Linked DNA regions of Rattus norvegicus: region 2 is linked to region 1. A link is a contact called in public Hi-C data. All regions are on one chromosome and are shown on one strand. Each heading gives the region's core, a stretch centred on a gene start, on an enhancer-like site or on the middle of the called end of the contact. The rest is flanking DNA. Distances are from core to core; before and after follow the strand shown.

The links. A called contact is a pair of places that touch in the nucleus more often than the background predicts.
Region 2: a contact with region 1 is called in a Hi-C map of kidney, with 6 times the contacts expected there. The contact joins the enhancer-like site here to the promoter of Hey1 in region 1. A contact is called at or near these places in 9 of 12 Hi-C or Micro-C datasets (the Rat2 cell line, Schwann cells, frontal cortex and 4 more) and 1 of 1 datasets of contacts at active chromatin or transcription factors (oligodendrocytes).

The regions. Positions count from the first base shown.
Region 1 is chr2:95,002,315-95,005,714 of GRCr8, forward strand. It overlaps Hey1 (hes-related family bHLH transcription factor with YRPW motif 1), which reads left to right and starts at 1,621. Exons shown (of 5, transcript NM_001191845.2): 1 at 1,621-1,870; 2 at 2,081-2,156; 3 at 2,296-2,379; 4 at 2,627-2,708. The coding sequence starts at 1,782.
Region 2 is chr2:95,074,312-95,077,588 of GRCr8, forward strand. No RefSeq gene overlaps it. Among named protein-coding and RNA genes, the nearest start is that of Hey1, 72 kb to the left of the region's middle. Within about 2 kb of position 1,375, at least 3 of the 93 cell types and tissues checked have an H3K27ac peak or open chromatin away from gene starts, as enhancers often do.

The DNA.
Region 1 (3,400 bases), core at 371-2,870:
AACGTGGATAGGGAAGAAGGCAGTGAACCTGACCTTGGATTGACCACCCCTAAGCGTTATGTGGTGGGATATGAGCACTAGGAAGAACAAAGACAAGATGGAGCGACCTCCCCTTTTCAGAGGAGCCCGGGAGGGCTGAGGAGCTAGCTGGACCTTAGGGTGAAGTGCAGTAAGAACTTTCAAAGGACGCAGGAGGTGGTCTAAAGTGTGTGCAGATGGAGGACTGGACCTAGGGGTTGGCTTTAGTCTGCACTCATGGAACTCTTGAGGTCTAGAAACAGAATTGCTTGCAAAGGCGATGAGTTTGCTTTACTCTTCTCAACGTTTATGAAGTTTTGTTTCACAGACAGGATTGCAGGCTCCAAGAGTGGATCCCAAAGTGCACTCACTACCTTTGAGCGGGATAGACTGGGTTTTCTCTAGGACGTCTACTTCTATGAACTCTGGACTCGGGAACCAAACTATTTTTAAAAGTCGGCCTTCCTGGTGGGGAAGCGGGGAGAACGGTGTGCAGAACCTCATATAGCACCCCAAATGCCTGCCCCAAATGAGACCAAAGGGATGATGTGTGTTTGCGCGGTGCCGGCCAGAAACGTGCATCCCCGCAGCGAAGTCAGACTCAGAAGCAAACACTCAGGCCGCCACCCTGTCGCCTGCTGAGAGGATCTGGCCGCCAACTCTAGGGGGAAGGGAGGGCAAAAACAAAACAAAACAACAGCAAAAATCCCAACATAATGAATGTCTCCGGGGACAGCTAGCCCTCCCTCAAGCTAACCCAGAAAACAAGCGGTCCACTTTCCCGGGAATGAGATGCGTCCCGGAGTTGAGAAGCCCTGAAGGATTGTCACGGGCTCCCAGAGCCCAAAAGGCAGCATCCCTTGATCGGCGCCCCAGGCTCTGCTCCCAGAGCTGGTGGCCACCACCCAAACGAGCGGCGCCTCGGGCGACTGTTCCTGCAGGATCCGCCAACTGTGCGCGCCTCCCGCCGCTGGGCACCGACAGCAGTGCCGAGAGCCGGACGCGGGCAGGGGCTTCCGGGGCCCGCCGGCGCCCGGACTCCGATTACAGGTTCACACCAGGAGCCCGGCAGGCGCGCCCTCGCGCAGCCCCGCTCCCCCGCCAGGCTATTCTTCTCCATTCATGCGGACGCCCAGAGCTGCCGCCGCCGCCGCCAGCGCGGCCGCCGTCGCCGTCCGTCCGGATTGGCTGGCGGCCGGGGCGCCGGCACTTTCCCACGGCCCGCGGCGCGTGCGGCTCACCGGCGGCGCTGCAGGCGCGGCCCTGGCACACGGCCAGGCCAATCGGGGCGCGCCGGGTGGGGCGGGTCGGTGGCTATTGCCGGGCTGGTGTCCCCGGCCGGCCCTCCATTCCTGCCCGCCGCCGGCCCACCGCCGCCCGCGGCCCCCAGCCGAGCTCCCGCAGAGCCGACGCACTGCCGCCGGGCAGGGGCGGGCTCCAGGGGCGGGGCGCAGCGGGCCTGGTCTGCTCGTCCCGCCCCACTGCGGCTGCCAATCCGCGTAGCGAGGCGCCGATTGGCGGGAGCCCGCGGTTGCCCGGGAGCCGCGGCCCCGCCCCTGCCCCAACCTCCCCGCCTCCTCCGCCCTCCCCCTATCCCTGGGAAGGGGCGCAGCGTGGGAAAGGGATGGTTGAGTTTTAACCAGAGGCTGAGCGTGAGTGGGATCAGTGTGCACGCACCGCCTGCAGCCGAGCGCCGAGCGGCCGCGCAGTTAACTCCTCCCTGCCCGCCGCGCGACCCTCCTGGGAGCCCGCGCTCCGCCACCATGAAGAGAGCTCACCCGGACTACAGCTCCTCTGATAGTGAGCTGGACGAGACCATCGAGGTGGAGAAGGAGAGCGCAGACGAGAATGGGTGAGTTAGCGGCGTCCGGCCGATCCGGAGCCGGAGGAGAGGATGGGGTGCGCTGGTGCTGGGTCCCCATTGCCGGGAGTCGTGGGCCGGCCGCTTCTGGCTGTGAGCGATCCTCTCCGCTCTATCCAGCTCAAGTTGCCAAAGAAATCTGAGTGTAGGAAGGCTCTGACTCCTCATCCTTTCTCAAGGCAATTGCTTCCCATCTTACAGAAACTTGAGTTCGGCGCTGGGTTCCATGTCCCCAACCACATCGTCCCAGGTTTTGGCCCGGAAAAGACGGAGAGGCGTGAGTATCTCCCCCCCCCCCCAATTTAAACACATATGCACATTGTTATATTAACTAACGGAAAGAACCACATTGCTCCTCATTGGAATGTACAGTCATAATGGAAATGCCTTCCTTTGTTTTTGTCTGCTTCCCATAGATCATCGAGAAGCGCCGACGAGACCGAATCAATAACAGTTTGTCTGAGCTGAGAAGGCTGGTACCCAGTGCTTTTGAGAAGCAGGTAATGGAGGAAGTATGAGAGCGCCTAGTGTAGCCTTCAGCACCTTCTGATTTCCTCTCCTCCATGCTTCTAACCTCCATTTGTGCCAGGTCGTTGAACGTCCTTACACAAATTCCAACAGATTTTTGTGGATACATCTCGTTTTGCTTTTGTTTACGTTTGTATTTTACATGTATGCATGTTCGTGTGCATATTTTAAGTTCTCCAAAAGCACTTGTGTCGAATAAGCCTCTTGTCATCTTCTTAGGGATCTGCGAAGCTAGAAAAAGCTGAGATCTTGCAGATGACTGTGGATCACCTGAAAATGCTGCACACTGCAGGAGGGAAAGGTATTCCTCTCCAGCTCAGCTGGCTCTGCGCGTGGAGGGAGCAGCAAGCGCAGTCTGGGATTGGTGCAGTCCCTGCCTGCTTTTGCTTTGGGGGTGGGGAGAGAGCTGTATGTGATTGCCAACCAGTGCACCTTCCACAGCACATGGGTTCTTGAACAGCGAATACATCACCCTAGTCCTCTCTCAATGAGCTAATGCACCTTTCAGCAAGTGCCTTCTCCAGGAGCTCCTCCAGTTGTGACAGCCCTGATTTAGGTCAAGTCAGTCACATTTGTCTGTTACTATTTAAGAAAACCTTGGGAAATGGCTTGTTAAAAACAACAACTAGATAGCCTCATATAGAGGATTTAGAAAACGAACTGCCAAAAGAATTTGGAGGAAAGAGACCTGCTGGGGCTAAGTAGAGAAAAAAAAATCTAACAGGGCGAGAGACTGAAGTCGGTGTCTGTCTCCAGCCCCCAGATTCTTCACCAAGGACCACGTGCCTAAAAGCTCCACGATGATAACTTACATCTGTGTGTCTAATGAATTTCACTGCTCTGTGGTTTCTCTGTCCTTGATGTATTTTTTGTTGTTGTGGAGGGAAAACATTAAAGGAGAGAACATAGTTTCAACTGCTGGTAGGGTAGAATTCCAATTTCTGCCCAGCAGCTTCTAATTGGACTTTGAACTTGCATTAGCAAACATATAAT
Region 2 (3,277 bases), core at 125-2,624, 72 kb after region 1:
CAGGACTCAGCTAAGAGACTCCCCTGGATGGGCAGACAAGGTTACTTACAGGGAGGAGTCACTAAGGGCGAGAACCGTTTGCCAGAGTGGGCAGTGTATTCTTGCAGGCTCCCAAGTATAAACAGGTCTGGGGGTGCAGACAGGTCTGGGGGTGCAGACAGGTCTGTGGGGTGCAGACAGGTCTGGGGGTGCAGACAGGTCTGGGGGGTGCAGACAGGTCTGGGGGTGCAGACAGGTCTGTGGGGTGCAGACAGACAGGTCTGTGGGTGCAGACAGGTCTGTGGGAAGCTGTGCCGCTCTTGTTCTGTTGACTGCCTTGTGCCTCCCCGGGGGAGCATCCTGGCTGCCACAGCCACCCCTCCTGCTGACATCAGAACCCAGCTGAAGCCCAGCGATGTTCTGGGAATCCTTTAGGTGTTATTGCCAGATTGAAAATGCCATTCAGCTTCAAGGTCTGAGCAACTAGAGGCTCCCAGGCTCAAACAGCCATTGTGGGCAATCTTTGCAAGATGTTCTAGCAAGTATTCTTTATTGGGAAGAGTTCTGTTCCTCCAGAGAATTCTAACTACCCATCGATTATCTTTCGTTATCTATTCATCTTCTAGCTACTTTCCTCAACTATCTCCAAACAAATAGTTCCATCTTCAATGTAGTAAAACACACACACACACACACACACACACACACACACACACACATACACACACACACACATACACACACACACATACACACACACACATACACACACACACATACACACACATACACACACACACACATACACACACATACACACACACACACATACACGCACACACACACACACATACACGCACACACACACACACACATACACACACACACACACATACACACACACACACACACACACACACACCATTACAAATAAATGATTTATTCAAAGGTCCACCAGGCCTTATGGCTTATTCATATCTCTGTCATTTATTATAAGTGGCCTATTGGTAGTAGCTGAGAAAATTAATATCTATTTTTAGAGGAGTCGGTCTTACCATGTGGCCCTGGTAAGACCTTAAAATGCCTTACTATTACACTGCTCTCTAGCACTGTCTTACGCATGCTGTTCAGTGAATAGCTGTTGATTGAATAACCAGGAAGCACAGCTTGGTCATTTCCTTCCAACTTTTAAGGCATTTTACTTCCTGAAACAGCGTCTGGTCCCTCCTACAAGATTGTCTGGGTAGGGGTATCACTTTGTCTGTGGGACGCCCTCTTTGTGCTGACCAGGGCCTCTAGTTCTGTCAGGAATCACATCCTTAGATATCATGAATGACACCTCCAGCAAGCACTTGGTCACTGAGTTTTGCCAAGAAATGGCACTGTGCCAGGGCCTGCTCCCTCACTAGCAGTGAGCAGCAAGGACTCCTTCCACTCTGCCAGCCAGCAGCGAGCAACTCTGTCTTCCTCACTGCCAAGCAAAAAAAAAAAAAAAACAAAAAAAAAACAAAAACCCTGTAATTGCCTCTCCTCTGTTTGAATAACCCAAGATGAAGCTAAATAAAGCTATTCAACAGGAAGGAAGCAGAGCGCGGAAGTGCTCAAACAGCATAAACACCGAAGAGGAAACGGAAAACTCCTTTGCACCTATTATGAATACCTGCTGGGACCTATAGCTGAGCGATGGAAATGATAATTGACCAGGAAGCGAGGATTTGGTCCGGCAGATAAGGCTAATTGCAGAATTGAGTCTGAATGCATCTCGCCTGAGTAGATTTAACCCCACCATAAGATGTATCATCTCTGAGGATTGTGTGTTTACTAGTGATGTGGAGGGAGTGAACAGCACTTTGCTTATATTTATGTGTTATATACTCTATTTCCTAGAAGTACTGTCCGGGAAGATTCAGTGCAGTGTTGTTACCTGGGTCAGGGGAGTTCTCATCACTTGTGATCAAACACTGCCCCCTGGTGGCTCAGAGGGATCTCGCATTTTGTCCTGAAAGGAAACTGGGACAGACCAGTCTCTCCCTATCTCTTTTGTAATGTCTTCCCAATGCTCTCCTCTCCTCACAGTGATATTTCACACCGTCGTGCGTGCCTCTTGTCTAGTCACCTTTCTTCTGAGACTCTGTTCGTTCTGTCCCGCGGTTAAGGAAATTCAGTGAGTTCCTACTGTGTGCACGGCACTCTGTCAGAGTTGCTCTTTCTCCATTTTCCTAACTGGCTGACTTTCATCACTTAATTGAATATGAACCGTCATATTCAGTCTCATTGTTTACTGTCAATTTTCCCTCATAGGTTAGACTTACAGAGAGCGAAGTGGGAGGAGACAAAGCTCATTTCCCTGTAGTTTCTGTTGTGCATCAAGTACCTGCCCAAGCACTTGGCACTTACGTCCCTCAGTAAGGTTCATGGAATAAGTTGGTGATTTCAGTTTCAGTGTGATAGCTGTGGACAGTGACCTGCAAAGGATCCTAGGTAGAGAAGACAGCTGCCGGTTCTGAGAAGCCCAGTGGATGGAGTTCTACCCAGGCTCCCAACGGGGGAATCTGAAAAGCAGTTAGTATAGATGGTGTGGATGCGTCCTCAAGCCAGGAAAGCGAGGCACACACAGCTGGGAAGGGCCTGGCTCTGGAGAGCTATGACCACTGCCATCAGCAGCATTGGGGAGAGAAGCTCAGGATGTCTGTGCAGGTGCTTCGGGGCAGACAGTACAGATCTTTGGAAGGTCTGGATGCCACAGTTTTCCTCTCTGTGGGTCAGTGGCAACCACTGTTAGAGAAGGAAGTGGTGACATTTGCTTCTTAGAGTTCTGTTTTCAGAAGGGATCAGACTAGTGTCCAAGCTAAAGGTCACTTCTACGCACTCATGCACAGGGCGCAGCAGAGAGTCATCTCTACACACATGAAAATACGAGCCACAAAGAACAAAAACGGGACAGAGATAGTTATGGGAACGGCTGAAGGCAGAAGGATGGAGGGGGACAGCGGCTATGGTTTTGCGTACGGAAGAGTCGAGAACAGAAGGCTAGGGTGGCAGCTCCTTCAGGCTGTGTGAGCGCTGCGAGGAACCGTGGGTGATGAGGGCTTCAGTGAGTCGTAACCGTGGGTGATGAGGGCTTCAGTGAGTCGTAACCGCTAGTTACTGAGCTCAAGTGGTTGCCGTGAAATTCTCCAGGCTCTGGAAACTTCCCCCGGGTTTACTCATTCCGGGCTCTGTGTAACTTGCATTGATTGCTTTCTGGCTGTACAACTCCCGCAGTTGCTTGTATCCTCTAACGCCCACCTTTGATTGG